Regions from separate parts of the Drosophila melanogaster genome. Here region 1 is linked to region 2. The links are chromatin contacts, called in public Hi-C maps. All regions are on one chromosome and are shown on one strand. The core of a region is the stretch at or near the end of the contact, and the rest is flanking DNA. Distances in the headings are between cores, read along the strand shown. Region 1 holds the start of Rich (RIC1 homolog). Region 2 holds the start of TfAP-2 (Transcription factor AP-2).

Region 1 (2,918 bases), core at 129-2,628, 680 kb before region 2:
TTTCGGCGTTCTTCAGCACCACCGCCGGGTAAAAGGTCTCCTTGGCAAGGTTGTCCGGCAGGCGGAAGGCTACGCCCAGGTTCTGGCCATTCTTGGTGAAGCTCACTTCCTGGTTTTTCAAATCGAGCAGGCAGCCGATGACATCTGCCTTGCCGAATGCCTCACCGTAGTCATCAAACTGGCGGTTGTTGGACTTCTTGCCGGTGCCGCCGAATCCAAAGCCCATGCGACAGGTGCCCAAATCGAGGTTTGCCTGCTGTGTAGACCAGCCCACACGACACAGTCCCTCGTCCGTTACCGTGGCCTCAAAGTAGAACTTGCCCTTTCCGCGAACGCCAGTGGTGGCCCGACACCCGTGCCACTCCTTGAACTCCCGCGACTGGCAACGCAGACCATCAGGAGTGACGGCAAGCGCGTTTCCTCGGTCGAAGAAGGACATGGTCCACGGAGTCACAGCTCCTCCAATTGCACCGCCCTTGCCAGCCTTCCCCTCCTCCAGATCACGCAAGGTCTCCCACACGATTTGCAGAATGGGGAGGCAGAAGGCACCCGTTTTTCCGGAACCAGTTTCGGCGGCCATCAGTACATCGCCGCCACCCAGGATCAGAGGAATGGCCTCAGCCTGGACATCGGTGGGCAGGCTGAAAATTCATAAATGTGAAGGCAATAGGCAGACAGAACTGTTTTTTCTTACGTCCAGTCCAATTCGTCTGTGGCCATTCCCAGCTCCGGAAGCACGCCAAACTCTGCGAGGCAAGTCAAATAAGCAATGCACACCTTAAATATTAATTTTCACTTACCTTCGAATGCAGTCATTTTGAGAATACTTCACAAATCTCCTTTTTGTTCTGCCTCTCGAAAGCCGGTTGATTTATTTAGTTCGAGATGCGTTGAATTAGTTCGAATTGACAGTGGTTGTTGGTGAACTAGATCGCGGACTCGAAATTCGGGAACTTTTTAGTGTTGTAAGCTTGCGCAGGTCAATGAATTGAAGTATTTAATAACTTTATTTTGAATGAAGGGTTTGAACATAAAAAATATCTTCGGGAATTCCTTTTTAACAACACTCATTAGTTGTTGGTAACTTTACTTGACTATACTGGAATAGGATAAATGCCAATGTTACTTGACTTTATGAGATAAAACTATGAAGGGTAGAACATTTAGTTCGTGATCTAATCATAATGTATTTATTTAATTATTGTTTAAAAGATGAATTTAAAACGATAAGAAGGCTCGTATAGCCGAAAATAGAAGTAACCCAAAATGCATTCACTTGTCGATTTTTTAAGAAACAGCTGATGGGTGCAGAAAAGCTAGCCTGACATCACTGTTGCCTTCTTAAAATCAGTGGTGCGAAACGGCGATTGGCAAACAGCTGTGATTTTGGAACGCTGGCCAACACTCATATTTGTATACGCGTAAAATCGCTCAGATTTTTTGTTGTGCTGTGGAATGTTGTCTAAAAGTGCTAATTGATCGGGGCAGATCATGTAAAACTGGGCGTAACCCACATAAGCTAAATGCACCCGCACCAGACCGCAGGTTGAATTCGTTTTTCCGCACTCCCGCTCTTGCTAATGAACTTTTCCGTTTGCGCAGTAACTTTTCACACGGAGGATGTACTATCCAGTGGGCTGGCCCAAGCGGGTGGGCCTGGCGCTGCCCGGCGAGAGCGCCAGCATCCGGCACATCTGCTGCGACGCGGTGAAAATACTTGTGGCCGCCGTGGGCGACGACTTTCTGGGCATCTGGTACGCGAATCCACTCATTCCCATTGCTTATTTCCGGCGGACGGAGGACTCCCTTCGCCAGTACGGGGCCAACCAGCTGATCGTGTGGAAGCCGGACTCTCGGCAGCTTGCCCTGCTTACCGCGTCCGGCTCCCTGTTGTTGTACCAACTGGACTTCGAAGCCAACGGCATGGGAATCCTGCAGCAGATAGATCCGCCCGCCGCGAGCCTCAAACGCGACTCCGCCGAGCTGTTTATCAAGGAAAACATACCCCGGCTGAGCCTTCGCGAACTGTGTAGCGTCACCTTGGGCTCCGTCATCACCACTGTGTGCTGCATTAGCCTCAGCGAATTACTCTTGGCCACCCAGTCCTGCGAACTGCTGCGTCTGCAGTGGACCGAACTGGAGCACGCAGAGAACGACCTAGAGTTGCCAGCCCTATCTTCAATTAAGCTGCGCGACATTCCCTTCTACGTCCAGCAGCAGCCTCAGCAGTCCGCGCGCAATGTGCCGCCCTTGAACAGGGACTCGTACGTAGCTTCTCTGGAATACTCGCCGTTCATCGGTGGCTGTGCAGCCGTCTTCAGTGACCGACGAGCCGCCTTCCTGATTGCCAACCATCTAAGATTTGAGACCGATCACATGCACGGCTTCTGGGTGCCGGATGTTGAGGATGCGAGTGTCTGCAGTGTCAATCACAAATTTCGACTGTTGGCATATGGTCAAGAGAGCTCGGCGGTGAAGGTGTACGCAATTGATGATGCCACCGGGGGACTAGAGTTTTCTCATCGACTTATCCTCACGGAAAACATACTCCCAGACAGCCTGGGTTCAGTAAACGAGCTAAAGTGGAGCCCTGACGGCTGCGTCCTTGCTGTGAGTTGGACAAATGGAGGCTTGTCCCTATGGAGCACATTCGGAGCATTGTTAATGTCTACTCTGAGCTGGGATTTCGGCCTTAACGTAGATTTGGTTTGTCAAAATCCACTCAAGATCCGTCGGCTCGAATGGTCAACCGAGGGTTATCAGCTTTTTATGCTAAAACTGCATCCGGAAAAAGACAAAAGTAATGTGCTTCAGCTGCAGTTTGTGAAGAGCGCTCTGAGTATGAATCCCTGCATGACGACTAGTCCGCACATCCTGCTGCAGGGTGACGACTGCCTGTACCTTAACCAGGGCAATAA
Region 2 (3,003 bases), core at 422-2,921:
TAAAATTGTCACGTTTTGATATTCTCTCATTAGGATAAATACGATATCTGAGGGATGAAAACGATTACAATCTGAGATATGGAGTCGCCTTCAAAGGGGATATAAAAATGTACATTTGACTGGGCTTTAAATATTAAAAATCCATGACTTTGTTAAACTAGAATGCATATCGAAACAAGTAAGATCACTTTCAGTCCAAAAACGTTATCCACTTATATCATAGGGAAGATGTAGTAAGCAACCCCTTCTTGCGAAGTTTTTTAGTGTCATGTCTCATTACCATTGCGAACTCTTTTTAGGGGCACAATTGCTTTAGCATATTTGCATGTTCGGTGCTTGATTAATTTTTGCAGAAACGACGAGCGGCTTATTCAGGACCGACCCACCGCACTCATAAAGTAATCAGGTCCACCAACTGTCGGGGATTTGTCACCCCCATTAAAGAGCGTTTGATGTATTATTCGGTTCATTTGGTCGACAGGTCTGCGCAAACAGTTGCTGCCATTTGAGCCGCGCCAACGCTGCCAGTAACAACATCACCACCAACCGCCCACCACAGAAAGAAGCGGACTGCCGGTGACAGGGACTAAGTCGTCCTGCACACAGAACTACTCCTCAAACAGGATCAGATCAGACATAAACGACCACTGGACGGCGGAGCACACGACCCGCAGCCCCAGTCGCAGCAATTCAATTTGTGGCAAGCGGAACTTGTCAAAGGATATTGGGAAGGACTAAATATGCCCATGCCACATATGACAAACTAACCCCTTGGAAAAGAACCATTTAAATGATCTCGGCATAGTTTAACATTTACAATATACGGATGATTATTGAACAAATGAGCAATTCACACGTTAAAGAAGTTTTTTAAATACTTAAGCATTTGTATGTTATAATTACTAGCAAACATTAAAATATTCCACATGAAATGGAATCAATGAAAGAAACCAAGACTTTCTCTCTTTTCTTAAAGCTCTTTAAAATTTTATGGTTAAAAACGAAAACACTGAATATCAGTTAACCGTCGGATAAACCTTCGCACTTTTTTGCGTACGTCAATAAAGTTTTCATTACAAATTTAGATTTGGCAGAGTCAAATTTACCATGTATGATTCGATTGTCTGCTGTCTGAGTTATGAAGTTCCATTTCGAGTAATAATATTATTTCGGCTTGCCAAGCAGCGAAATTAACAAATTCATCCCCTCTTTTGAAAAGCATTTATTGTAAATGAAAACATCCATATTTTACGGCATCTAACCACTTTTTATCTTCGTTACATAATCTGCTCTTGAAAACATTTAACTTTAGAAATGGGATTGAAAGTTCTATTGAGTCAAGGGTAAGGATGATTACTTTTTTCAGAATCAAGAAAAAGACTTCTTTCGGATAAAGTACATTGAAAAGGTAAAAACTGGAAGTAGCAGTTGCACTGGTAGACTCGCTTATTAAAACCGTATTAAATTGGGCTAAACTTTGTATTTGTCACAAACTCGACCTGATTTTGTAATCTGAATATTTCGGAGCAGATAGGCCCAGCCTACTTATAGTAAACACAAATTATGCTAATTCGCGAAGGAGGAGGAGCAATGGGGACATACCTGCCAGGCACTTGCGTCCAAGGTAGCCAGAAATGACATATCCAACTCCTACGGAAATAGACGAAAAGTTGGTTAAAGCAATTTGCCAATTTGGGCCCAGTGGCAGCTGTTGTCCGACCGACCTTCCGTCGGAAGTTGTTTGTAAAATCCAGAATGATGACAGCTTTCGCAGTTGGCCACCGAGTGCAAATTTATGTTAATCGACCTAGGATGTCTCCGCGCGGGTATGCAGATACTCCGAGTGGAAACGGACACCGAACTTTACTTTAAGCGGACTGGCACTCGTAGTAAGGAATCACGTGCGGATGCCGGCGGAACTTGAGACCCAAACACGGTTATTTAGTTACGGGGTAACTCGGTAAAGGAACACGGCCTGAACTTGGACTTGAAATCCGCCCAGTGAATTTCCGCTCCGGTTTCCTGCACTCGCACTTGTGCCAGAGGTTCCAGCTGCGGATCGGCACTGGAGGAGCTGCAGTAGCGCCGTCGTCGTCGTCTGAGCCAACTTCCGTATCTCCTTTGTGGTTTTCGGCCAAAGGATTCCCCAGCCCAGCTTACACTCCGCTCCGCTCCACTCCGCTCAGTTCCGTGCGAACGAAGACCCAGCCGTTGGCTATGTACTGTTCCACCCGGGGGTGTATGCATGCAGCTTCTGTTGGTCATGTGCCACCCAAATCCCAGCACCATCTCCCACCTCCACCTTCCACCTCCCGCCTCCCAGATCCCATCCCCATCCCCATCCTTAGTCGCAGTCACAGCCCCCCGAAAGTCCTGCCAAGATAGCGCGCAGCAATGGCTGTATGTGGGCCTTGAGCCTCCTCCCTCCGTCGCAATTCCACATACAGCTTCTGTACATGGACGGATACGGATACGTATGTACGGACTCGTGGGCACCTGTACATACGCACTGCGACTCCCTGGACGCGTGTACATGCGTACATCTGAGATTCGGGTGGACTCCTTCTATATGCGGACAATAGCTCCCGAGGAAATGGAACTTAGCAAAGTCGGCAACGGCAACGGACACGGCTCATGTAGAGTGATAAGTGCATAATTACACATAGCCCCGCACACCCTGATGAGTCTACATGTAGATACATAAATATTTATGTGCCGCATGGCCAGTACATAATACACAGCTTGATTTAATATTTGTCTCGCCCACTCCCCGAATTTCGTTGCCCACGGCCGGAGGCATTATGTGTGTGCCTATGTACTGCACTGGGAAAAAGAGGGACTTACTTAAGTCGAAGCAGCAAGGCACGGTTGAAAAAGATTTTTTAAGTTGCAGATTACACATAGAAACTGATTACAGAAACTTTCAACCCATTCACATAAAAATTTCAAAATTTTTGAAACAATTATGGTTATTTAGAAGTATTAGATACAAAATCTAACAAT

What was found. Hi-C and Micro-C count contacts between places; a contact is called where the count stands out from the background.
Region 1: a contact with region 2 is called in a Hi-C map of the Kc167 cell line, with 2.6 times the contacts expected there. The contact joins the promoter of Rich here to the promoter of TfAP-2 in region 2. A contact is called at or near these places in 2 of 107 Hi-C or Micro-C datasets (the Kc167 cell line and ovary) and 1 of 6 datasets of contacts at active chromatin or transcription factors (the Kc167 cell line).

What each region holds. Positions count from the first base shown.
Region 1 is chr3L:22,261,381-22,264,298 of dm6, reverse strand. Rich (RIC1 homolog) reads left to right here and starts at 1,378. Exons shown (of 3, transcript NM_141128.3): 1 at 1,378-1,545; 2 at 1,603-2,918. The coding sequence starts at 1,621. Ddx1 (Dead-box-1) reads right to left here and starts at 930. Exons shown (of 4, transcript NM_079488.4): 1 at 801-930; 2 at 695-746; 3 at 1-641. The coding sequence starts at 816.
Region 2 is chr3L:21,585,496-21,588,498 of dm6, reverse strand. TfAP-2 (Transcription factor AP-2) reads right to left here and starts at 1,671. Exons shown (of 8, transcript NM_001275251.1): 1 at 1,603-1,671. The coding sequence starts at 1,641.